Regions from separate parts of the Mus musculus genome. Here regions 2, 3, 4 and 5 are each linked to region 1. The links are chromatin contacts, called in public ChIA-PET, HiChIP or PLAC-seq and promoter capture Hi-C maps. All regions are on one chromosome and are shown on one strand. The core of a region is the stretch at or near the end of the contact, and the rest is flanking DNA. Distances in the headings are between cores, read along the strand shown. Region 1 holds the start of Dap3 (death associated protein 3). Region 2 holds the start of Pmf1 (polyamine-modulated factor 1). Region 3 holds the start of Adar (adenosine deaminase, RNA-specific). Region 4 holds the start of Mef2d (myocyte enhancer factor 2D). Region 5 holds the start of She (src homology 2 domain-containing transforming protein E).

Region 1 (4,674 bases), core at 124-2,623:
TTCCTCTAAAATTTTGCTTTGCTTTTTGTGGGAGACTAAAAATGAGTAGATCAAACGTTGGGGTTTTAACATCACATGCCCTGAATTCACTCATCCAATGTCAACACGGAAACAAATACTAGCAGCCAATGAATGCCATAGGTCTGGTTTAACTAGCAATTTAGATGAATAGAACACAAACTACCAATTACACCTACAAATCTTATCAACATCAACAGCACTGTAAATGATAACAATAATACTCCGCATTTTCCCCGTACCCAGGAGCTAATTCTGCTTTACATATATGATCTCATTATTTCATACTCCAACCCTGAAGGTATATTTTGGGGTTAGCTAATTTTTACTACCAGCATCTCATAAATAACTTGGAAAAATTTGAAGGCCTAAAAGATCAAATCCAGAAATAAAATCTCAGTGCATAGTTTCATCCCCTCACACACTCAACCTGCGGGTGGCGACCCGAGGAGAGGTCTAACAACCCTTCACAGGGATCCCATATCAGATATCCTGTATATCAGATGTTTACATTAAGATTCATAACAGCAAAATTACAGTTACGAAGTAGCAACAAAACTAATTTTATGGTAGGGAGTCACCATGTGGAACTGTACTAAAGGGTCGTAGCATTAGGAAGGCTGCGCGGACCACTGCTCTAACATCAGGCTGCCAGTTGCAAACCGAGTTCGCACAATCTTTGAGAAGTGCACAAGGATCACACAAGCATCACAGAGGATAGGTACCCTCTGGGACTTTAACAAGGTTAAACTACATTAACATATTAACAGCCGTTCTGTCCGTTCATCCTCCGGTCCCAGGTCCGCAGCCCCGGGTCTGAAGGATGCCCTCTTGGAGGATCACCGACACTGCTGCCCTCATTCCCTATCTCGGGGCAGTTCAAATACACGCTCCTTTCCCTCCTTCATCATTGCATCCCCTGTGTGGCTCAGTCCCCTTACCATGAGTCCAACACTAGGACTCCTGCTCCGGTGACCCGCACACACCGCCAGCGGCTGGATCCCAGGCACCCGTCCTGCAGTTGTGAAGCAAGCTCGGGTCGTGTGGCAGGAAGCTACCCAACGCGCAGTCGCCGCGGCTGCAACCACAGCCCAGCGGAGGGGCACCGCGCCACCCGCCCCGCGGCCGGAAGCGGGCAGCAAGCCTCGGCGTCGCGGTGGCCCGTCCCAGGAGGTCCGCGCCTAGGTACCTTCGCTCGCTCTTCAAAACATTCCGGTCACCGTGGCCAGCCTCGTCTGCGCGGGCGTGCCCGCTTCTCCCCGGCCCCAGCAGGGGCGCGCAATGGAACGTCCCGCGGGGGGGATTGTGGGAGGCGCACGTTCGAGGGGTGGGGGCGAAGGCGGCGGCAGCCGTGGCTGCCGTTGGTAGCCGTGGGGGCGGGGAAGAGAGGGAGGCGAGCCGAGGAGGAGAAGGAGGAGGAGGAGGAGGAGGAGGGAGGAGGCTCGGGCTCGCGCCAAGGAAGGTACGCGTGAGGGCCGAGAGGGAGTCGGGAGCGCGCGAGCCGGAGGCCCCAGAGCGAGCGCGTCGGTGCTGGCGGCGCGGGGCGGCCGGAGGCGGTGGTTGGAGGGCGCAGCTCGCGACCAGTCCGGACCCACTCGGAAGCGTGCGGGCGGGCGTGCGCGCTGCGCGGCCGGAGTCGGGTGAGGGAGGGAGGGAGGGAGGGAGGGAGGGCGGCGGGGAGAGCGCGCGGAGGGAGGAGTGGGAGGCGGGAGGGGGGGCACGCGGCGCCCTTCGCTGGCTCGCTCGCTCCCTCCCTCCCCAGAGCCGCCGCCGCCGCCGCCGCTGCCGCCGCCGCTGCCGCTCCCGCCGCCATTTTGGGTTCGCTTTGCGGAGGGGGGAGACGATCCCGGTCTCGGTTGCCGGACCCGCCTTCTCTCGGTTTCCCCTTTCCCGACCTACGCCTTTGGCTTCTCCTCTCTCGCGTTTCCGCCGGTCCGCTTACCCGCTGGCCGCCTCCTGACAAGCGGGAAGGGTTACAGTGTGGAGCCAGGGAAGCCGAGGCGCCAGGCTGCCACCCTCTCTCTCTCCACTTGCCTGCACTCGGCGCTCTCGGCCTCGCACGGTGAGTAGTGCGGTGTGAGCAGGCCTTTGAAGGCCCCAAGTAGTCTCTCCTTGGCTACCCGGGATCCGCTGTCACCCCCCCGGACCTGGACCTCCGGGAGAGCGGGGTGAGGATGGGGGAAGGGAGAGCAGGGATAGGGATCCTGAGCTTACCGGGAAGTCCCTCTAGGCGGGGTGACGGGGTGTCCCTGACCAGCGGGCTCTTGGTTTGGGGGAGGGGGACGGGAAAGTAAGCGAGTGGAGGCGGAGTCGCTTGTGCCCCTGACAGGTTAGTTTGTGTAGTAGGCCCGATTGGAGCATCCCCCAAGATCCAGTTTATGTCTGTTTAAGTAAGGGACAAAAGTAGCAAGGGAGATGATCTTCAGCGGGTAGTTTACCTGTACAAGATCTGTGGTGTTCTCGAAAGGCGGAAATATATGCAGACATGACATAGTGATCTGAGTGTTAATAAGTTTAATAAATGTCACTGGTTAGTTTCTACTTGGAAAGAAATGTTTTGGGTCTTGAAGACCAGATGGTCTGTTGGTTTATAGCTGCTCTGTTTATATGTGTATAATTCGAGGATGGAGAGTGTTCAGGAAGAGTTTGCCTGCATTTGGGGAAGTTCCCTTTGTAAGTTAGCTTATTTAAAAACAAATGCTGGGACATGTGTTCTCTAGGTCGATAAATGTGCATGTATTTTAGCATTAGTATGATTAGTATGATAATACAGAATGCATGCTAAGATCAGGAAGGGGAGAAACTTGACATAGTCTGTGCCTTTGAATAGAGTCAGTTGTGTAAATATGAAAGCCAGACCAACATCCTCAGAGTGATCGCTATTAGGCTGAGAATAAGGGGAGATGTTTTTGACCGTGTGGATTTATAGTAGTGCATAAAGTTTTTATATTCAGAGTACTCTTTCAGTTCGTAATCCTAAAACTGTAAAAATTATAGGAGAATAGGAAATCCCGGCATAAAGAGGTACTTTTCCAAGGTCATGTGTTAAATTAGTGGCAATGTTGAGATATTTTGATTACTAATTTAGTAATGTATTGTCCATATTATCATAGTGCCTCAGGAGATTGTTATTGCCAAATACAAGTGTATTTTGAAAGTAGGTAAATATGATTGGTTAGATTATGCTTGGGAGAACTTAAAAGTGTCAAACATGTATAGAATATACACTGTCCTATATGAGATAGGTATTTGTAATTTTGTTGTGTTTACAAAGCAAGCAGACCACTTCTGACAGCTTAGTATGTATGAAAGTTCCAATGTGTTGCTGGGCAGTGGTGGCACATGTTTCTAATTCCAGCACTTGGGAGGCAGAGGCAGGTGGATTTCTGAGTTCGAGGCCAGCCTGGTCTACAGAGTTGGTTCCAGGACAGCCAGGTCTACAGGGAGAAACCCTGTCTCCCAAAACCAAATAAATAAATAAATAAATAAATAAATAAAAAGTTAAACTGCTTCCACAGCCTACTTTGTATCTGTATAGCTGTTGTTTGTTGCTGGTTGGGTTTTTTGTGTGTGTGTGTGTGGGGGGGGTGGGGGGTCAGGGGGAGGGTCAGGGGGAATAGATTAACCCTGCTAGCAGGCATTCTACCAAAGAGCCACACTCGTATTTGGGCAGCTTGACTTTATTTCTGCCAGTGACAGGATCTTTTCGGACTCATCCAACAAAATAATTGATTCCTGTCTTGGGGTAAGAATTATCAAGATCTGTTGATTAGGTTGTTGGAATAGATAGGGATGCATAAGAGGGGAGTTGTGAACATACAGAGAGCAAATAAATCTGTGGAACTGAAACCACCAACCCTTTTTAAAAAACCAGTCTGAATGTGGCACACACTTGCAATCCAAGCATTCCGGAGGCTGAGGCAGGAGGCGCCTGAGCTCAAGCTTCACATTAAGTTTAAGGTCAGCCCCTGGTTACAGGAGGCCTGGGGTCCACTCTAGCTCCAGGGTATCTGGCACCCTTTTCCAGTCTCTGCTGATGACTACACACTACACACACACACACACACACACACACACACACACACACACACCCTTTTCCAGTCTCTGCTGATGACTACACACTACACACACACACACACACACACACACACACACACACACACACGAGAGAGAGAGAGAGAGAGAGAGAGAGAGAGAGAGAGAGAATATGAATTTAAAAGCTACTTAATTTAGAAAGAATCTAGGCAGATGGACACAAGAGTAGCATCATCCAACAGGTGGTATGTTTGTAATTAGAGTATATCTTCTTTGACATTTTCCTTTTGTTTTGAAAAAGGGTCTTACTCTCTATATAGCCCAGACTAGCCCAGGACCCATTATGTGGCCCAGGCTGGCCTCAAATTTGAGGCTTGTAATGTTCTTAACATAGCTTTCTGGGGTTACAGTCATGAGCCAACTGCCTGGATGCTTTGGCAGTTTCTTTTGGCATTTATGAGTAAACTGTTTTTGGGATCTGTAAATTATTGATATGTGCCTTTGGATATTGGAACGTCTTGGCTGGACTGTAGGAATTCTTCGAAAGGCTAATTTTGTAGGACAGATCCCCACTTGGAAAACGAGGAAAGGATCTTTGAACTAACTCGACTGTACTATTGG
Region 2 (4,438 bases), core at 424-2,923, 540 kb before region 1:
ATATAAATCACACCCTGCCTAGAGCATCCCAGGCCATAGCACTGGATCAGGATATGGTAAGACCTTAGCCCCTCAGCCTCATGGGACCCACTCCTCTGTAACAAGCTGCTGGCTGCACTGTGTCCTGGTGGGAGACCTGGCTTCTCTCTGAATAGTACTAACTGGCCTTTACCCTGGGCTCCACTAATACCACCAACCCAGTCTCTTCTGGCAGGTTCAAATGTCACAAGACACAGAAAAGGAATCCCTTGCTTGCTGCAGCTAAAGAGAAAGACTGTTTCAGAAGGTCCAGGAGACTGCCAGGACCAAAAAAAAAAAGATTTCGCTTTTGGAGAGACAAGGCAGGGGAGTGCAGATAGCAGGGCCATGTGCGACTGCATCTTTATATTGTGAAACCTAAGATTGGCACTTCTGGCAGTTGGGCCTTAGCCAGGCCAACGAAAAGGACAGCAGGGCAAGAATTTGAGGTCCACCTGAAGCCAGCATGTCCAGTCTTCCTCTAGTCACTGTGGAAGTCACTAGAGCTCTGCTGGCTGGAGCGGGAAGGCATGGGAGGTGGCGAGCACTGAGCCTATAGTCTTTTTTTTTTGAGACAAGGTTTCTCTGTAGCCCTGGCTGTCCTGGAACTCACTCTGTAGACCAGGCTGGCCTCAAATTCAGAAATCCGCCTGCCTCTCCCTCCCAAGTGCTGGGGTTAAAGGCTTGCGCCACCACTGCCCGGCTAACATTCCTTTTTTTAAAATGTTAATTTGATTCGGTCATGTTTATGTCTAGGTATTTTGCCTGCACGTATGTATTTGCACCATGTACATGCTTAATGCCCACCAGAATAGTGTCAGATCCCCTGGAAGTGGAGTTACAAGTGGGTGTGAACCACCATGTAGGTGCGCTGCAAGATCTGCAAGATCAACGAGTGCTCTTACCACTGAGCCCAGGACATTCCTGGTTATGAGGCCTGGCACACCAGCCTGTAAGGACAGCCACTCATTTCTGAGTTCGAGACCAGCTTGGTCTACAGAGTGAGTTCCAGGACAGCCAGGGCTACAGAGAAATCCTTTCTCAAAAAAAAAAAAAAAAAAAGACTGCAAGCTCAGTGCTTGCCACCTCCCGCGCGCTCCAGCCAGCAGAGCTCTGCGCTCATCTGGCGCCCTGGCGCGTTAGGTCTACGTAAGCAGATGACCTCTGGGGAAGGACGTCGGCTGCCCTAAGGCTGCCGCGGGCCCCAGGCTGCTGCCTTGCGGGACGGTGGAGAAGACAGCAACTGCAATCCGACCTTCCCTCTACTCCTCCGCAAACCGCGGCGAGAGGTTTCAGGGGAGCAGCCCTGCTCCACCGCGGCGGGTCGCCCACGTGACTGCGCCAAGCGTATCTCGCGGGACTTACGATCCTGCGACAGACCTCCCGCCACCTCTCCCCATTGGTCGCCACCTACCTCCTGTCGGCGACTAGCTTCTGGAGGAAAGTGTCTACTATGGCGTCCAGGAGTTTCACCCTGGGGATGGTCGCGTCCCCTGGCACAGCTTCCGGAGAGGAGCCCTCAGGCCCCCTTTCCGCAGCCTCGCTATCTCGGCTCACCTCAGCCATGTTGAAATTGAACCGCCAAAATAAACTGGCCCTGCAGCTCCTCCCAACAGGACCTCCGATTGGAGGCCGCGGAATGCCCGTCACGGAGCCGGATGGGGCGGGGCAGTGGCCGAGGACGAGGAATTAGTTCTCAGCTCCGGGGGGAGGGAGGGGGGGAAGGGCAGAAAACAAAACCCAAAAGCCAGAGTTTAGGGGCTCAATAAAAACTTTTAATTACATTTCAAAGATCTCATACAGTGCAACAGTGAATATTCGCAGCTAATCTCCTCGAGTCCATTTCTAGCTAATGCTGAATGTGCATTCTTTCCCATGTGCCTCTATCCAGCCCTCCTGTCTTGCCGAGTTTCTAATTTGTGTGTTGACCAATGGGTCAACATTTCTAGCTGTTTTGGTCTCCAGTTTTGGAAAAATGGCCGCCCACTGGCTCATCTTCACCAAGGCCAATCCCAGACCCTGACCTTGGGAGAGTAGGAGTTCCGACACGGGGGTGCCTTTTACCTTTATATCCAAGGTCCTTTCAAACACAAGGGGAAAGAAGGAAAGGGAGATAGGACAAGAAAGGGAGAGGCTTAAACACCGGACAAGAAAAGTCGGGAAGGAGTAACCTAAGGTATGAAAGGTGGGAGGAACCTATGTCCACACTCTGCCCCGTTAGGAAAGACCAAAGAGCAGAGCTGTCCAATCACAAAGGTCTTGATAGTGAAAGCCTGAGAGGGGCCCTTGCTCCACTGTATTGATAGGTCTTAAGGTAGAGGTGAGGAGCGAAAGGATTTAAAATGATCTGTGGGCTTCACCCTTCAGATGACTATGGGCAAGATTGAAGGGCTCTCTCAATAAAGTGCAGGAAGTGGGGCCTGGCGGCGTCCTGTAAACCTGGAACTTAGGAGGTGGAGGAAGATGAAGAGTTCTAGGCTACCCTCTGCTACATAATGAATTCAAACCCAGCCTGGGATATATGAGACCCTGTCTCAAAAAACAAACCAAAATGCTGAGACATTAGTAGAGGGCTCAGAAGGAAACAAATACAGACTACAGCGAGTAGTAGGAGGTGTGTGTGTGGAGACTGGGTCAAGTCAGGATGGAAGAATGTGGAGCAGCCGTGAGAAACATGAAGGCTTCAGTTAGCACCTTCCAATTTGGCACCATGGCATTTCCCAAGCATCTCCCAGGCTGAAGAGCAAGATCTGCCTGCTTTCTTCCCTCCCATTCCTGGATGTGCCTCTCTGCCACCAACACAGGCTCAGTAGAGGCAGGGAAGAGGGACGCTCCTGAGGAAAGCATCAATGGTTTTGGCAGTAAGAGGCTGGTAACCAGGTGGACCTGGCCTTGGGTGCCTTCCTGACTGTATTTTTTTTTTTTTTCTGTTGCCAGCACAGGGTACCATGACTGGGATGATACTTCACAACCAAGGACAAGAAAAAAAAGGATAGTTCATATTCCAGAGTCCCACTGTGAGACACCTGTTGCTATTCATCTGGGTGGCAGGTGTGCCTGTGGCACTGCTGCCTCGGGCTCAGAACCTCCGTTGTACCTCCAGGGCTTGGCTCAGCTGGCCTGAGGAGATAAGAGTGAGGAACACACATCCAAGCCAGTGGCTCTTTCCCAACCTGGCTTCAGGGCAAAGTTCCAAGGACAGTGTTCTCTAGTAAGTCTGACCCACTTATAACTATGCCCCTCTACTGTAGTCACCTGGGCCAATGAAGGCCAGCAGCTCATGCGGTTCCCGGGCCTGAGGGACAGGGAAGGGGGATAAAGAATTGGGATCTGTGTCACAGTTTTCCACTTCTCCAAGGAGTGGGGTCTGACAGCAGACTGAGCTATGAGGGTGAGTTGGCTCATTCACAGATGTTCAGCTACACATAGGAAGCCTTAGCATTCCTCCCTCCTAGTAACTCCCCTAGAAGATGAACGCCCTGCAGAGTGTGTGCTGCTCCGATTTGTCCCCCCAAAGGCAGGACAAAGCAGTGAACAACTCAGGTCCCAAATTTAAAATAAGCAGGCATAAAAAAATAAATAGACCCCAGGCAGCTACTCAGAGCCTTGGCCTGAGGCTCGAGAAGAAGCAGGGGACAAGCAAACGAGGAGCAGCTCTTCTCCAGGCCTGAGGGAAGGTCAGAGAGGGGTGCCAGAGGGGCTAACGGGGTCCTGTGGCCATGACTGAGTATAAGGACCGAGTGAGGGGCCCAGATCTGCAGGGGAAATCAAATGATGGGGATGAGGGAAGCCAGGCACAGAACCTCTGCAGAAGGAGCAGTCCAAAGTCTCCTCTCTTATCCCTGACAGACAACCTGGAGCAGGATGGGTGTGTGGTGGTGGTATTCACAGGGTCAGTTATCCTCTCTGCTCTGCCCTGGCCCAGAGTAATGTGTGAAACCACAGCCTCTCCATCCACCGCTCTCTACCAGTGTCTCGAGTCCACCAGCTCAGGTCGCAGGCTGAGCTTCTTGAGGCTCTCGTAGCCCACCACGATGACGATGGTGGAGGGTGTAGCCGAGATGATTCTTGCCGAGAGGCCCTTCATGAGGCCCCAAGGCCCCTCCTCTGCCATCAGCTGCCTGAAGGTCAGGACGATGGAGCTCTTGCCTTCAACCTGAAAAAGTCACCACAGTGAAGAGCCACCAACTGTGCTGTCACCACTGCTCAGCACACCCTCAATAGCACTTCAGGCTCGAGGAGGGACTCCGAGGGCTAGCCTCTGCTTTCTGGGCAGCACAGTGACTTCCTCCTAGCTCTGGTGACAGACTTCCTGGGTGGACTTAACCCTGCCTACCCCAGTTTTCTAAAATAGAAAATGGTGATAGTCCCTATGCCTGGGCTCGAGAGATGGCTCCAGATGTTAAGTAAAAGCACTGAC
Region 3 (4,248 bases), core at 683-3,182, 780 kb after region 1:
TAGAACATCTCTCAGGGTCGGTATAGCTAGGTGATACATCATTCTTTTGTCTCCTGAAAGCCTCCCAGATTATTTGAGCAAGTTAGACTGCTGGGGAAGGCCCTGTGAGTTTAGAAAATGAATGTTTCGGGGCTGGAGAGATGGCTCAGTGGTTAAGAGCACTGACTGCTCTTTCAGAGATCTTGAGTTCAATTCCCACCAACTACATGGTGGCTCACAACATCTGTAATGGAATCTGGTGCCCTCTTCTGGGGTGTCTGAAGATAGCTACAGTGTATTCCTATACATAAAATAAATAAATCTTCCTGGCCTGCAAGCGCCAAGGGGGAGGTTGTGATACCTTATTTTAGACACAACTGAGTTAGTTATTTGGGTGGTGACTAAGGAGTAGCCCTCTGAATTGGAACCTGGCAGGAGGCTCCCAAGCTCCTAGGGAAGTAAGCTGCTTGTGACAGGACTGTCACCTGTTTGTTCCCAAGGCCCTCCAGTTGAGGGGAAAACCTGGAAAAGGTAAACAGCCCCAGGTTGCAGTGGAGGTGCCACCTAGTGAGGCTGGGAGAGTTAGGACAGTTATCAAGGGAGCGAGACAAAGTTTAGGAATGAGACTGTCTGCGGGTCCTCAGTGGATCATTAGCCCCCAGAACATTCCTTCCATTTAGAATGCCTTGGACTTGAACCTGTCTTGTGCAATACATGATTGACCTTGGTTTTGCTTGGTTTGGGACAGGAGGTCTTCTTTCAGTATTGTTACATTGTTTCCCATCTGCTGCATTTGGCTGTGGTTTTTACTTCAATTGCTGTGTAATATCCTAAGGTGGGAACATCTGCTTATTTTAGTTTGATTGCTTTCAGTGTTGTGTAGCTTATCCTGCTAAATGCATATAATGGTTAAACCATGGGGTGTGTTTCTAAGTAATGACTTCCTGCAGTGACTGGGGTTGCTCCTTCTTGGTCCTCCTATGTGCTAGTTAATGGTGCCACACTGGTGAGTGGACAAGAACACCTACTCACTGTGACCTTTCCTGAGTTTCCCTGATGGCACAAGATTGAGCTCTTTTCCTGTGTTGATTGCCATTTTTTATCCCCCCCCCCCCAAGTTTCTGTTCCGCAAATTGTTTTACTTAGAGTGCACTATTATCCACTCACCTATGACTGTCTGGGACTCACTGTGCAGGGGATATAGGCGAGAACAGCCCTGCCCACTGGAGTGCCCCCGGGAGCACTGAAGGCAGGCAGCTATACCAAACAGGGAGGACATGATTGGGAGTGACTTTTGAGCCATCCATCTTGCCCAGACTGCTACATGCTGGGGCTTCTACTTACACTGTGTGTGCTGCTGGGTGCTGACGTTGTAGCATACACTAGATGCCCAGACTGCCATATGCTGGCCTACTTGCACCATGTGCTGGGTGCTGACACTGGTACAAACGCATCAGGTACCCAGGGATATGGAAGTGGAATTCCTCTGAAGTCTCAAAAACAAAACAAGGAAAGGGGGAGGAACATTCTAGGCTAAAGAACAGAATACGTGAAGGTAAAGAATTTTATCTACAAAAAGATAGGAAGTTTGGAGCAGCCAACAGGGGGAATGAAGGACAGGCTAGTGGGGACAGGGCATTGGCCAATGGTCACTCTAGGAGTGGACAGACTTGTAAATCTCGCAAGCAGTAGGGATTAAACACGGAAAAGGAACTTCCTCACAGGGCGGAGAGGGCGCTGTTGAGTGAAGCTTTCCAAAATACCGTGAACAAAAATAAGCTTGTCAGTGAAGTAAATAGCTCCCAAGCTCTCAGAGAACGTATATAGTGCCCTGCTAGTGGAGGTGGAGTGGTGAGGAAGGCGGTGGGCGTGGACTACGGCGGCCCAGCCCTTATGGTGGGCAGGATGCTGCTGCTCGGCTACCGGGAGCAAACCCCTCCCTCCTCTTGGCCCAACAGTTGGGCGGGGAAGCCTTTTCAAGGAAACGAAAGTGAACTCTGGGGAGCCAGCCATCTTACGGCCACAGGTGCGGGCCTTGCCGGCACTATGTCTCAAGGGTTCAGGGGACCCACAGGTAAGCCCGCGGGGTCTGCACCCTCATATCTGGCTCGCGTAGTGTGAATTACGAGGGTCACGTTCTCCTTCTCAAGCCGAACTGCCAGCCCTTCTGGGGATTTCTGTTCAGTTAGTTCTTGTAGCTTTGAGCAGTCTCAGGAAGGAGGCTGGTCAGAAGATAGACCAGCGTCTAAGCCAGACAAGGACCCAGGCCGGGGCAGACACCCCTTCTCTTTCTGCTAAGACCCCTGATGCCTTGCTGAGCCGCTATAGCCCAACATGAGCAACTTTTCTCATGATCCTCTTTGCTTTTTCAACTTCCTGAGAAATTTAAATTATCTCAACTAACCAGCAGGGGGAAGTCTTTTGCTTTATGGCCAAGAAGGGTGTCTTTCTGTAGCGCACTGGGTAAGCTTCGTGGAATTCTACTTAGCACTAAAATGAACTTGTGATGTCGTACATGAGCCCCAGCTGCAACGTTCTGAACAGAAAAACCCAGATTCCGAGGATTCATGCTGTGCACAGCACTGGATCTGTCATTCTGGAAAGCAGCGGGGATGGAAACTGACCCTGTGGTGGGATTAGGACTGTTCCTTGCCTTGGTTTGACCATGCTGGTTTGTTTGCTTTTGAGGCAGTTTCTACTTGTCTTGTGTTGCCTTGATTGCCCTTGAGCAAGCCACCAGTCTTTTCTCCCTAGAGCTGGAATTGCAGGCATGTCCCACCCAGGTTTATCCTTCAAAATTTTAAAAAGCTATATGGGATGTACCAATAGCCTCACACTTGATAAGCAAATGCTCTACTACTGTGTGTGTGTGTGTGTGTGTGTGTGTGTGTTGTAATTTGGGGGGTATGATGGTACTCATGAGGCAGAGGCAGGTATTTCTGAGTCCCAGGCCAGCCAAAGCTGTGTAGATGGCCTCAAAAACACAAACCAAAAAAACCCTACTCCAACAACCAACTTTTAATGTTGCAGATGTACAGGCACACTTGTACTTCTTTCTACGACAAAGGACAGCCTCGGAACTGGGCCCTCAGGCTTCCAGGAATTTTTCTTCTTGGTCCCCTATACCCTCAAGTGTCTCACAATTACTGATTTTTATACCACACTGTGTTTTGTTTTGTTTTTCTTGGGTTCTGGAGATTCAGATTCAGGTCCTTAAGATTGTGTGGCAAACGCTTTACTCACTGAGTCATCTCCCCAGCTCTTAATGGTGTGTGTGTGTGTGTGTGTGTGTGTGTGTGTGTGTCTACCTTCCCTCAAAATATTGCAGGCATCTGACTTGAAGGAAAGCACTTTTTACATATACTACAGTATGCACCTATGGATCATAGATGGTAAAGACAAAGGACTTATCTGTTGGTCCTAGAGATGGAAGGCAGGATTAGAATGGTGTTTGAAGAGCCATGTTTGATATTATATGTTAGGATGGTAAGATTGCCAGTCACGACAGAAGGCTGTGGCCCAGCTCCTGTAGCCTTCAGGCGAGTCAGGAAGGCTGTGAGCCACGTCAGAGATAGCACTACATGTTCTGTTTCCTTCTCTGGTCCTACCTCCCCGAAATAACTGAGTAAATTCCTTAGTTTCATTTCTTCTGTGCCTATTCTAGTGTTTGTGCATATATGAACTCACTCTCTCTCTCTCTCTCTCTCTCTCTCTCTCTCTCCCTTCTCTTCCCCCCCCCCCCAAACCAGGTTTTTTCTTTTCAACAGAAGAAAGCTTAACTTACATGTACTCTACCATTTACACTTTTCACATATACAAATTTTTTGTAGTAAAAATGCAAATGTATCCAACACAGATGTTCAGAAATTGTGACTAATGTTCCACAGTGTGAGGCTGTTATAACTTATTCAACTACTTTGTAGCTACGCACATATATTTCCCAGATTTTGTCTGAAAATAGCCATTTAAATCAAGAATGTAGTTAGGGCTGGAGAGATGGCTCAGCAGATAAGAACAGTGGCTACTATTGTGTCACATTGTCCAGTTCTGGGGGGAGGTAGGGTCTCTGCCTTCTGTGGACACCAGACACACATGTGGTGGACAGACATAAATGCAGGCAAAGCACCTATACACATAAAAATAAAATAAGTGTAAGAAAAGTAATTTATCTAGAAACTGACTTTAACCTTGAAATGAAAATGTCTTCTTTCTAAGTTCACTCAAAAAACTAATTGGATCTCCTACAGCCCCCATTGTTGAGCTATGTGA
Region 4 (4,171 bases), core at 1,588-4,087, 810 kb before region 1:
GCTAGAGCACTTTTCCTAGGTTGAGTAAGGACTGACTGCCAGGTAGAAGAGGGTGCTGAGAGGAACAGGGACCTTTCCAGTTCAGGTGAACTGGAGAAGCTTGAGAAGGGGTGGATAAAGGAGGATTAAGTTTTATTTGCCAGATAGCTTTGTGAAGATGCATGTGAGTTTACAGGGTGTTCTTTTTAGGATGTCGGTGGGTATCAAGGTTTTACAGCAGGGCTGGAAGGTGACTTTTCTTTAGAACAGATGGGCGAGATGACTGAGGCAGTAAAGCGCTTGCCATGCAAGCCTGGCCACGGAAGTTTGATCCTGAAACAAATGGAAAAGTGGAAGATCCACGCCGTAGAATTATCCTCCGACATCTAAATATGCAGCATGGTACGCTAACAGAATAAACTGATTAACAAGAAATGGTGCACAGCCAGAGGTAGGAGAGGAAGCACGAGACTCAGTCATTTGCCACCCAGAGGATTCTGGGATGGGAAATTCAAGGGCCAGAAGAAAAGAACTCAGAGTCACTTTCAGGAAGTCCAATTTTCATCTAACTTCCAACATTACCTTGGCCCTTTTCAGTCTTTCGTGGAAATCAAGACCTCTCCCAAGACGTTTTCACAGTCTGAGTTTTGTCCCACTTGTAGTTTTACTGCCCCCTATTCTGGTCTCCTGTGAGTTGTCAAGTCAGCAGTGAGTGTCCAGGGCCCCCACCTCCCTGAGCTCTCGGAGCTCTTCCTGCTAGTCTTTTAATATCTTCCCCAGGTGACTCACCTTCCTTCCTCATTCCTTTTTAAAGGACTCAACATTCCAGGTCTAAAGAGGGCCAGCCAACCAATCACAGCCATGGACGGCCAGCCTCATATTTGAGATTGGCTGGGATCATGGCTCGCTGGAAGCTCACCAAGTTAGTTAGGGAGAGGCTGGGGAGGGGGATTCTGGGAAAAAAATTTTCTTCTGGCCTTGGTTATGTTTTGAGAAACAAACTGAGTTAGGTTCTCTAGCTTGGAGAGCCTCCAAGGTTGAGGCAGGTTGAACACTCCTGAGGGCTTAGCTGTCCCGGGCCCATCCTGTTTTGTTTTCCTACAAGCTGGGACCCAATGGCCTGAAGGCTGTGTTCCCAGGCCTGTTCCTAAGACGTCTTTTCCAGCAGCCCTGAATCTCTCCAGTCTCAACATTCTGCTTTTCCCGACGTCGGGAAACAGCCGGAAAAATAAACACCCTGATGACTAAACGGTTTCTCCAGCTAGAGCCTGGGGAAGCACTAAAAATAGAGGCCACAAGTGAGGGGAGGTTCCCCACGGGGAGGGCACTTTCCCATTCTGCTCCCACCATAGCCACAAGCAGGAACAAGGCTGTGTTCTCCCAGGGCTTGGGGAAGGGCAGATGCCTTCACTCAAGTCTTGGGGGCAAACCAGACTGCTCAAGGAGTACTGGCAGCTCTGTGCCCCCACCCCCCATACTACTAGGAAAACTAAGGAGCAACATTTGGGGACCATGTGTGATCCTACATAAATCAGGCTTCTGGAAGGAGGGGCAAAGTGGAAGGGTTGAAAAGGGAGGCCGAGGGACTAGAAGCCTACGTGCTTCCTGTTTAAGGAGGTACATATATGCCTCCAAGCTCTTTGCAGAATAGTCCTATTGAACTGGCCCACTATGAGCCTTTTCTGAACTCACGCAGGCCCTAAAAGGGCTCATTTTCAGCTGAGCAGCCCGTGTGGGTCATACAGTGCAACACGAGGCACTGTACTAGTCTACTGGGAACTAAACTCACACCAAATTCACAAGTTATGTACCTGGCCTTACCACCTTCAGCTTACCCAAGAGGATGGAGAGTTAAGAGATGTGCTTTGCTCTTTTCAGAAATAGTGGAAAATTTTGAACCAAAACAGTCTGACTCCGAGATTATAAATTTTCTAACCCACCACTTGTCGCCTCTTCTCATCTCTCCCACAAGAAGCCAGAACAGGGACTTTGTTCAGTAAAGCAGACCCTAGCTTGTTGAAGAACCTCTTGCTTCTGTTTTGCTAAGGCTTTGAAGTCCACGCCAGACTCTGTCATTTCCTCAAGCTCCAGGTAGAGCCAGCCGAGGACTTGTTAGTGACAGGATGCGGACAGGAAGTCTGACGGGTTAAAGGTCCAGAAGCAATGGAGCGCACAATCTTGTTGTGAAGCACTTAAAAATTCACCACGCCCAGAGGCCGTCGGGGATTTTAAAAGATTTTTTTTTTTGAGAGAGTTATATTTCTTCAAGACAAGGCTTCTGGATGTTTCCTGTGAGGCAAGGGAGGTAGTGGTTGGGGTCCCGCCCCTTTAAATTGCCCCCTCCGTAGTTAAGTGCGCTGGGGCCCGCAGGCACTAAAAGATTAGATCACCCGAGAATTATGCACTGTAGCTTTAAATGTCTGGGCGTCAACCGAGCCGGGTCAGGGGAAAGGAGGGGACCTGTCACAGGTAGAGGGAGCAGCGGAGCTCCCCAGGTAACCACGAGATAAGAGAGCGCGATCTGGCTTCGGAGCTTTGTCACACAGTAAGTGTAGGAGCTGGGGCCTACCAACACTCTTATCTCCCCAGAACTTATTTACTTAGATCCCTGCCAACTCTGGAGCTGGGGTGCTGAGGTACCCGCAGCCTCGCTCTGTCCCGCAGGCGGAGGGATCTGGGCTCCACGCGCCGTGGTCGCGCGCCCCAAAGGGGTGGGGCGCAGGCCGCGGGCAGGGGGCGGGGTTGCGTCCCAGGCCTCCCTGCCAGGCCCCGCCCCCAGCCCTGCGGGGCCCTCCCATTGGCCCCCTGCTTGTCCATCACTCTCGTCTTTTCCCCCCCTCCCATCTCGCAAGCTAGGCTGCGCGGTGCCTACGTCGGCCTCGAGTCTGGGGCTGGAGGAGTTGCCTTTGGAGCCCGAAAGGAGGAAGGAAGCAAAATATCAACAACCGTCGAGGCGGCTTGGGCGCTCGGCTGCGTGCCTGCCGCCCGCCGCCGCCGCCCCCGCGCGCACCAGGGGGTCCCGGCCCTGTGGCGCCGCCCAGGCCGCGTGGACGCGGCGCCTTCGCTGTTTCCCGTCGGAGCTGCGGCTTCGCGTAACCGAGGATTCGGCGGACCGGGCCGAGGCTCCGGGCGCCGTGACACCCCGTCCCCCCCACGGGCTGGTGAGTCACGACGCGCGTCGGCCCCTTTAAGAACCCCTCCCCCACGCCGCGCGGCCGGGCTCAGGGTGGTCTGGAGCGCGAGGGGTGTACGGGCGCCCTGGCACGAGCGTCCCGGTCCGGGCGGGGCGACGGAGGCAGTGTTGGTGCTGGGGTGTCTGCTGTGACAGCCGCGCCTGGTACCCGAGCCCCCGTCGCCTCGCGCCTTGGCGGGCGCAACGCACGTGGCTCCGGCCGCGATTTCGCGCCCGTGGGGGCCCCCTTGGTCGGGCGTGTCAGCAACGCCGGCTGGAGAACCCCTGGACAGTAGTTTGCAGCTGTTAACACCTGGCAGGACCTCTCCAGGCCTTTCTCTTGGACGGTGCGGTGCGGGCCGAGTCAGTGCGAGTGGGGTTCGAGTGGTGAGGCTGGCCCAAGGGACTACTGTGCTCCCGGCCTCCCACCTCAGAGATGGGGCAGGGAGGCCTCCCAGAGATTCCATCGAGCCCTCGGGGTTCCCAGTGGCCCTGGACTACCCAGCTTGTCCTGAGTGCCAGTTCTGCCTACGACTGACCGGCACATTGGGGCCAGGCTAGGGGAGTACAGTGGGTGGATCCCGTTCCCTCCTGCCCTACCCGTGTGAGTTTCCTCCGAGGCCTGTTTGGCTGTGTGAGTGGTGGATCTTACCCCTCCCCCTAGCCCTCAGTGGGTCTGAGCTGCCTGACTGTGGGAAGTTTGCCGTCTGGGACGGTGACCTTGGGCTGCTCTGGCCGGATCTCGGAGAGGAGCCTACTGAGTGCGCTTGGCCTTGGGAGCTGTCCACCTTCTGTTCGTCTCCCTGTATCCGCGGTAGGTATCCGCCGAGGGGAGCATTGGCGAGTTACCTGACAGTGTTCTCAGACACCCAGCTTCTGGCCTCTGGCCACCGAGCCCCAGTGCTCAGCCTGGCTGTCCCAACTCCCATGGCCTTGCCTGTGAATGAATTTCCTTCCTGCGTCTTCCAGGATGGGGGTGGGGTGGGATGATTGTGGGAGTGGCTGAGAACCTTGTTATGT
Region 5 (4,543 bases), core at 1,803-4,302, 880 kb after region 1:
GCCCAGCCTAGTCTCCCTGCTACTATTCCAGCATCATGCCTGCCTGCCTGCCTGCCACACTCCCCACCATGATAATAATGGAATAACCCTCTGAAACTGTAAGCAAACTCCCAACTAAATGCTTTATTTTATAAATTGTCTTGGTCATTGTTTCCCTTCGCAACAATAGGACCATAACTAAGACAGATTCTTAGGTGGCTGGCCTTGAACTCCATGCCCTCCTGCCTCTGTTTTCCAAGTTCTTGGTTTCAGACAAGTGCTCTACAGCTAGCTAATGCTCCACAGTTCTAGCTATTAGAGACGTGCAGAATAGAGCCAGCCTCCAGTGAGTGTCCAGGGTGTGGAGAGCCCTGGCATGCTACTCATGTAGTAAGATGTAGAGTCTGAAAAGGTTGACCGTTCTCAAAAAGTTAAAATAGTGAATTACCATGTGACTCGGCCATTCAAGTCTTGAGAAATTACATATATCCATGTAAGGGCTCATTTGTGAAGATTCAAAGTTTGTTTTGTTTTGTTTTTTCCAAAACAGGCTTTCTCTGTGTAGCTCCGGCTGTTTTGGAATTTGCTCTGTAGTCCAGGCTGGCCTCTCAGAGATCCACTGGCTTCTTCCTTCCCAGTGCTGGGATTAAAAGTGTGTGCCACCACCATTTGGCTTTTATAGCATCTTTCTATCAGCTAAAAAGTGGGAATGAGCCACGTGTTATCGGCTGGCACGTGGGCACCGTACAATGGAATATCACTGGACAATATAAAATGAGTGAAGCACACACATGTTCAATGGACATGGATTTCAAAGAGGGCACTCTGAGGACTGGCAGACAGAAAAGGTCCTCTGTGTGGTCCCAATGATATGAAACTTTTAGAACGGTCAAACATGTAAAAACCAAACAGATGGTGAGGCCAGACTCTGTTGTCAACTTGATTGGGTCTGGAACCAACTAAAAGGCAAGCAGTTCAGCACTCCCACGAGGAACTCTCTTGATGGTGCTAAATGTGGGTGCACCTACTGGAAGCTGCTGGCCTTTTGCCTGCATGCCTTCACTCTGTTCACAAGTCCATCCAGCCTTTGCTAGTGTTAAAACCAGCTTCTCCCAGCTTCCAGCACAGATTCAAACCATAAGCCCTCTAGGAATCCACCAGGCCTCCTGGGCCAGGCTGGGGTGATGAGATATTCAGCCTGGTAGGCTGAGCAGCTACCAGGTTCCTGGCCTCTCTGATGTGAGACAGCCACTAGAGAAACACAGGTATAATACACCGCCCATGGAGAGGGCATGAGAAGGGGCTGCTGATAAATACAAGTTTCTTTCTGGAAAGGTGATTTTTTTTTTTTAGGGTATGTGTATGAGTATTCAAGTGTGGTGGTAGACATGTTTGCAAGTGTATGCAGGCCAGAAGTCAGCCTTGAATGTCCTTCCTCATCAATGTGCACTTTGTTTTTCTGCTTCACCAGCACTGGGATTGAAAGAAAGGGTATGACTCCCACCGCTCTTCTTTGCGGGTGCAGAGGTTCATAGTCAGGCTCTCATGCTTACCTGCCAAGTATGTTATCAACTGAGCTATCTCCTCACCTCTTGGGTGGATGCCTTAAAATCAGACTACTAGTGAGACTTCAATGTATTAAAAATTCCATATTAAACAGCTGAATTTCATGGCATCTAAATTATACCTCAATTTAAGCTAAGATGCATTTCCAGCATCTGAACGGTCAAGGTGAGCTTACATTTCTTCCACCAAGTACCATCCACAAGCTGATGGTGGCTGGTGCTATCCGACCCCCGCAGCTTGTAGCTTGGGTTTTCAAACCTGCTGCATGAGACTCTGGACCACATTTAGGGCTGTTGTTGTATAATGGTATTGTTTTATCTTTTACTTTGAGGTTAGAAGACAATTTTATTAGAGTTTGAGAGAAAAATGGCAGAGCAGGAAAACTGTAAACTCTTGGTAGCTAAAAGAAGGATGGATAGGAGGAATGGAGATCAGTAATTGAAGTCTACCAAAAGCTGCATGGGGCTGAAGATGTAATTCGGTTGGTAGAGTGCTTGTCTAACATGCTCCAAGCCCGGGCTGTCATCCACAGCACCACATGAAATTCACAGTGGTGACACCCTTTGCCATCACGCAATAGTCTGAGGTCGTCTTCTAATACACCGAGGCAAGTTAGGATTCCATAGGCTGCTATTGGAGGAGTAGAAGGGAGGAGAGAAGTGGGTAGGAGAGGAGACAGAGAGGGGAAGGAGAAGGTGGGGGTGGACAGCAGCACCATAAGAGAACCAGGTCAAGCCGGCTTAGGGCTTTTGGCCTTTATCCAGAGAGAGAAAAGATACATTTTCTGTCTCAAAAGTCCGCAGGTCTACCAGTGAAGACCTGTAAACAACTGCCGGGTTTTGTGTCTGAAAGGAGAAGATTTCATTTCATGTTCATATGTAATCGTTTTTCATATTTAATCTTTTTAACAACAATAACAAAAACCTTTGAAATTGCTTTGAAGAAAGAGCGACAAGGAGAGAATCAAGTAGTGTGAGAATCAAGTAGCTGAGGCGTCTTCGCAGGAGGGCGCGGGTCGGGGACCTCCAAGCTCTTCTCCCAACAGTGCCTGGGGTTGGTGGGACCCCTCTCTGGTCCTGCAGCCAGAGCGATACCTGCGCGGCCCTCAGAGCCGCCCGGTCGAACTTCGAGCCTTCGCCCGCCGCGTCCAGCTTGGGGTTCCACGCGCCCCCGACGAACGTGCGGAACCGGAGAGCGAGGGAAGCCGCGCGGGCGCTCCCGATCCTTGTTCTCGAGCGCGACTCCTGGCCACGATCCCCGCACACGTCCCGTCTGCAGAGATGGGGGCAGTGTTGGACTCGGTGCGCACGCGGGGGCCCCGGCGCCGGCGAGGGAGGGGCGCGTCCGTCCTCCGTCCTGTGCGTCCACCGCGGGGCGGGCGCCGGGGCACTGCGGCCGCCATCGTCCCAGTTAGGGTGGGCAGGGCTGCCGGGGGCTTCCGTGGGCTCGGCCTCGCCCACCTCGGGAGGAAAGGCAGGGGAAGCCCCGGCGCCCGGCAGCCCCAAGCGGTGGAGCGCAGAGAACACGGCGGTCCGATCACTGCGCCCGTCTAGCTTCGGGCCGAGCGGGTGCCACCCTGCCAGGCGCGCGCGTCTAGCGGCCCGGAGCCTCGCGGCGGCCTCCAGCGTCCAGCCCCGGGGAATGCGGCGGCCCCCGGCCCCTGGCGCCCCACGGTGTCTCAGCTGGGCCTCCTCACTCTTCTGCTCCGCGGCCTCGACGCTCCCGGGCCCCCTGATGGCGGCGAAATGGTTCAAGGAGTTCCCGCTTACTCTGAAGACCGCGTCGGAGCGCGCCCGGCCCGGGGGCGCCGGCGGCAAGCCGCGCAAGAACTCGGAGACTGGCGGCGCGGCGCCCACCCCGGGCAAGGGCCGGAAGAACTCAGCGGCCGAGCTGGGGGCCAGCAAGGCGAGCAGCGGACCCCCAAAGGACAGTCGGCTGTCCCGGGACAGCCTGCAGGGTCTGATCCAGGCCGCTGCTGGCAAAGGCCGTAAGAACTCCCGGGTCACCGCCACCGCCACCGAGGAGGAGCCCCACCGTGGCGCGGTGACCAAGAGCGCGGGCTGCAGCACCTACATCAGTAGGCTCATCAAGGTGGACACGCAGGAGAAGAATGGGAAGAGCGCCTACCCGGGCGGTGGCAGCACCAGCAGCTCCAGCAGCTCCTCTTCCTCTGCGTCCTCTTCCCCGTCCTCCCTGGGCCCTGAGCTGGACAAGGCCAAGATAATGAGACAGCAAGACACGGTAAGAACACAGCATCTCTATCCTCCTCTCAGTTGTGGAATTGGAAGGGCTTGGGGGGGGGGGGCGGGGAAGGACGCATGGGAACCTGATGAACCCCAATATTCATTAGGCATAAGTGAAGTTGAAGATGTTTTCTAAGGCCTTCCTCTGTATTCATTCTGACTCCCAAGTGACTCTTCAAAACTCACTGGAGACCTTGACAGCAAGGTTTGTTGTGGTTGGTTTTTGTTAGTTGTTTCAAAGAGCAGTCGAAGGGAAGGGAAAGGAACTGGCCTTCCAATGGGTGTGGTGTACTGTGGTTCTTGTTTTCATGTTTGACATCGAGGGGTCTATCAAGCTAGACTTCTGTAAGGCTTACGCCGCCTGAGTATGCAAAACATCGGTAGCCCGTGAACTGTGAAGCGCAGGTTGCCCATCTTCCAGCCACTCAGTTTCAGCTGCTGTGCAAGCGGCAAAGGCTTCCATTCATTCTGTGGCTGTACTGTACATTCATTCTGTTTATTGTACTGTAGCCATATAAGTACTCGCCATGGACACTAAGGGATGTGGTGGGGGGGGGGGCACAGTCCATAGCAAGGAAATGTCTTTAAGGAAATTACAGATCAGGAGAGAAGAAGGTGTTTCCTGCACATTCGTCACCAGAGGGCTTCTGGGTCCTGTCCAGTGTGGGAAAGGTGAACCTATTCTCTCCATCCTTTTTGTTTGTTTTGTTTTGTTTTGTTTTTCAAGACAGGGTTTCTCTGTGTAGCCCTGGCTG

What was found. Promoter capture Hi-C pulls out the DNA fragments that hold promoters and counts their contacts. ChIA-PET counts read pairs in DNA pulled down with a chosen protein or histone mark. HiChIP or PLAC-seq counts read pairs in DNA pulled down with a chosen protein or histone mark.
Region 2: a contact with region 1 is called in a promoter capture Hi-C map of liver, with 2.3 times the contacts expected there. The contact joins the promoter of Pmf1 here to the promoter of Dap3 in region 1. A contact is called at or near these places in 3 of 39 promoter capture datasets (erythroid cells, hematopoietic stem and progenitor cells and liver), 1 of 484 Hi-C or Micro-C datasets (natural killer cells) and 3 of 115 datasets of contacts at active chromatin or transcription factors (bone marrow-derived macrophages, microglia and regulatory T cell precursor).
Region 3: a contact with region 1 is called in a promoter capture Hi-C map of pre-B cells, with 2.1 times the contacts expected there. The contact joins the promoter of Adar here to the promoter of Dap3 in region 1. A contact is called at or near these places in 2 of 39 promoter capture datasets (liver and pre-B cells), 1 of 484 Hi-C or Micro-C datasets (B cells) and 2 of 115 datasets of contacts at active chromatin or transcription factors (bone marrow-derived macrophages and memory CD8 T cells).
Region 4: a contact with region 1 is called in an RNA polymerase II ChIA-PET map of memory CD8 T cells, with 10 read pairs. The contact joins the promoter of Mef2d here to the promoter of Dap3 in region 1. A contact is called at or near these places in 1 of 39 promoter capture datasets (liver) and 1 of 115 datasets of contacts at active chromatin or transcription factors (memory CD8 T cells).
Region 5: a contact with region 1 is called in an H3K4me3 HiChIP or PLAC-seq map of bone marrow-derived macrophages, with 4 times the contacts expected there. The contact joins the promoter of She here to the promoter of Dap3 in region 1. A contact is called at or near these places in 1 of 39 promoter capture datasets (pre-B cells) and 2 of 115 datasets of contacts at active chromatin or transcription factors (astrocytes and bone marrow-derived macrophages).

What each region holds. Positions count from the first base shown.
Region 1 is chr3:88,948,909-88,953,582 of GRCm38.p6, forward strand. It overlaps Dap3 (death associated protein 3), which reads right to left and starts at 1,374. Exons shown (of 13, transcript NM_022994.3): 1 at 960-1,374. The coding sequence starts at 962. It also overlaps a transcript of Ash1l not described here.
Region 2 is chr3:88,408,724-88,413,161 of GRCm38.p6, forward strand. It overlaps Pmf1 (polyamine-modulated factor 1), which reads right to left and starts at 1,674. Exons shown (of 5, transcript NM_025928.4): 1 at 1,433-1,674. The coding sequence starts at 1,584. Slc25a44 (solute carrier family 25, member 44) reads right to left here. Exons shown (of 4, transcript NM_178696.5): 4 at 1,771-4,174. The coding sequence ends at 3,983.
Region 3 is chr3:89,728,786-89,733,033 of GRCm38.p6, forward strand. Adar (adenosine deaminase, RNA-specific) reads left to right here and starts at 1,933. Exons shown (of 15, transcript NM_001146296.1): 1 at 1,933-2,053. The coding sequence starts at 2,026.
Region 4 is chr3:88,139,535-88,143,705 of GRCm38.p6, forward strand. It overlaps Mef2d (myocyte enhancer factor 2D), which reads left to right and starts at 2,838. Exons shown (of 12, transcript NM_001310587.1): 1 at 2,838-3,140.
Region 5 is chr3:89,828,318-89,832,860 of GRCm38.p6, forward strand. It overlaps She (src homology 2 domain-containing transforming protein E), which reads left to right and starts at 3,053. Exons shown (of 6, transcript NM_172530.3): 1 at 3,053-3,786. The coding sequence starts at 3,187.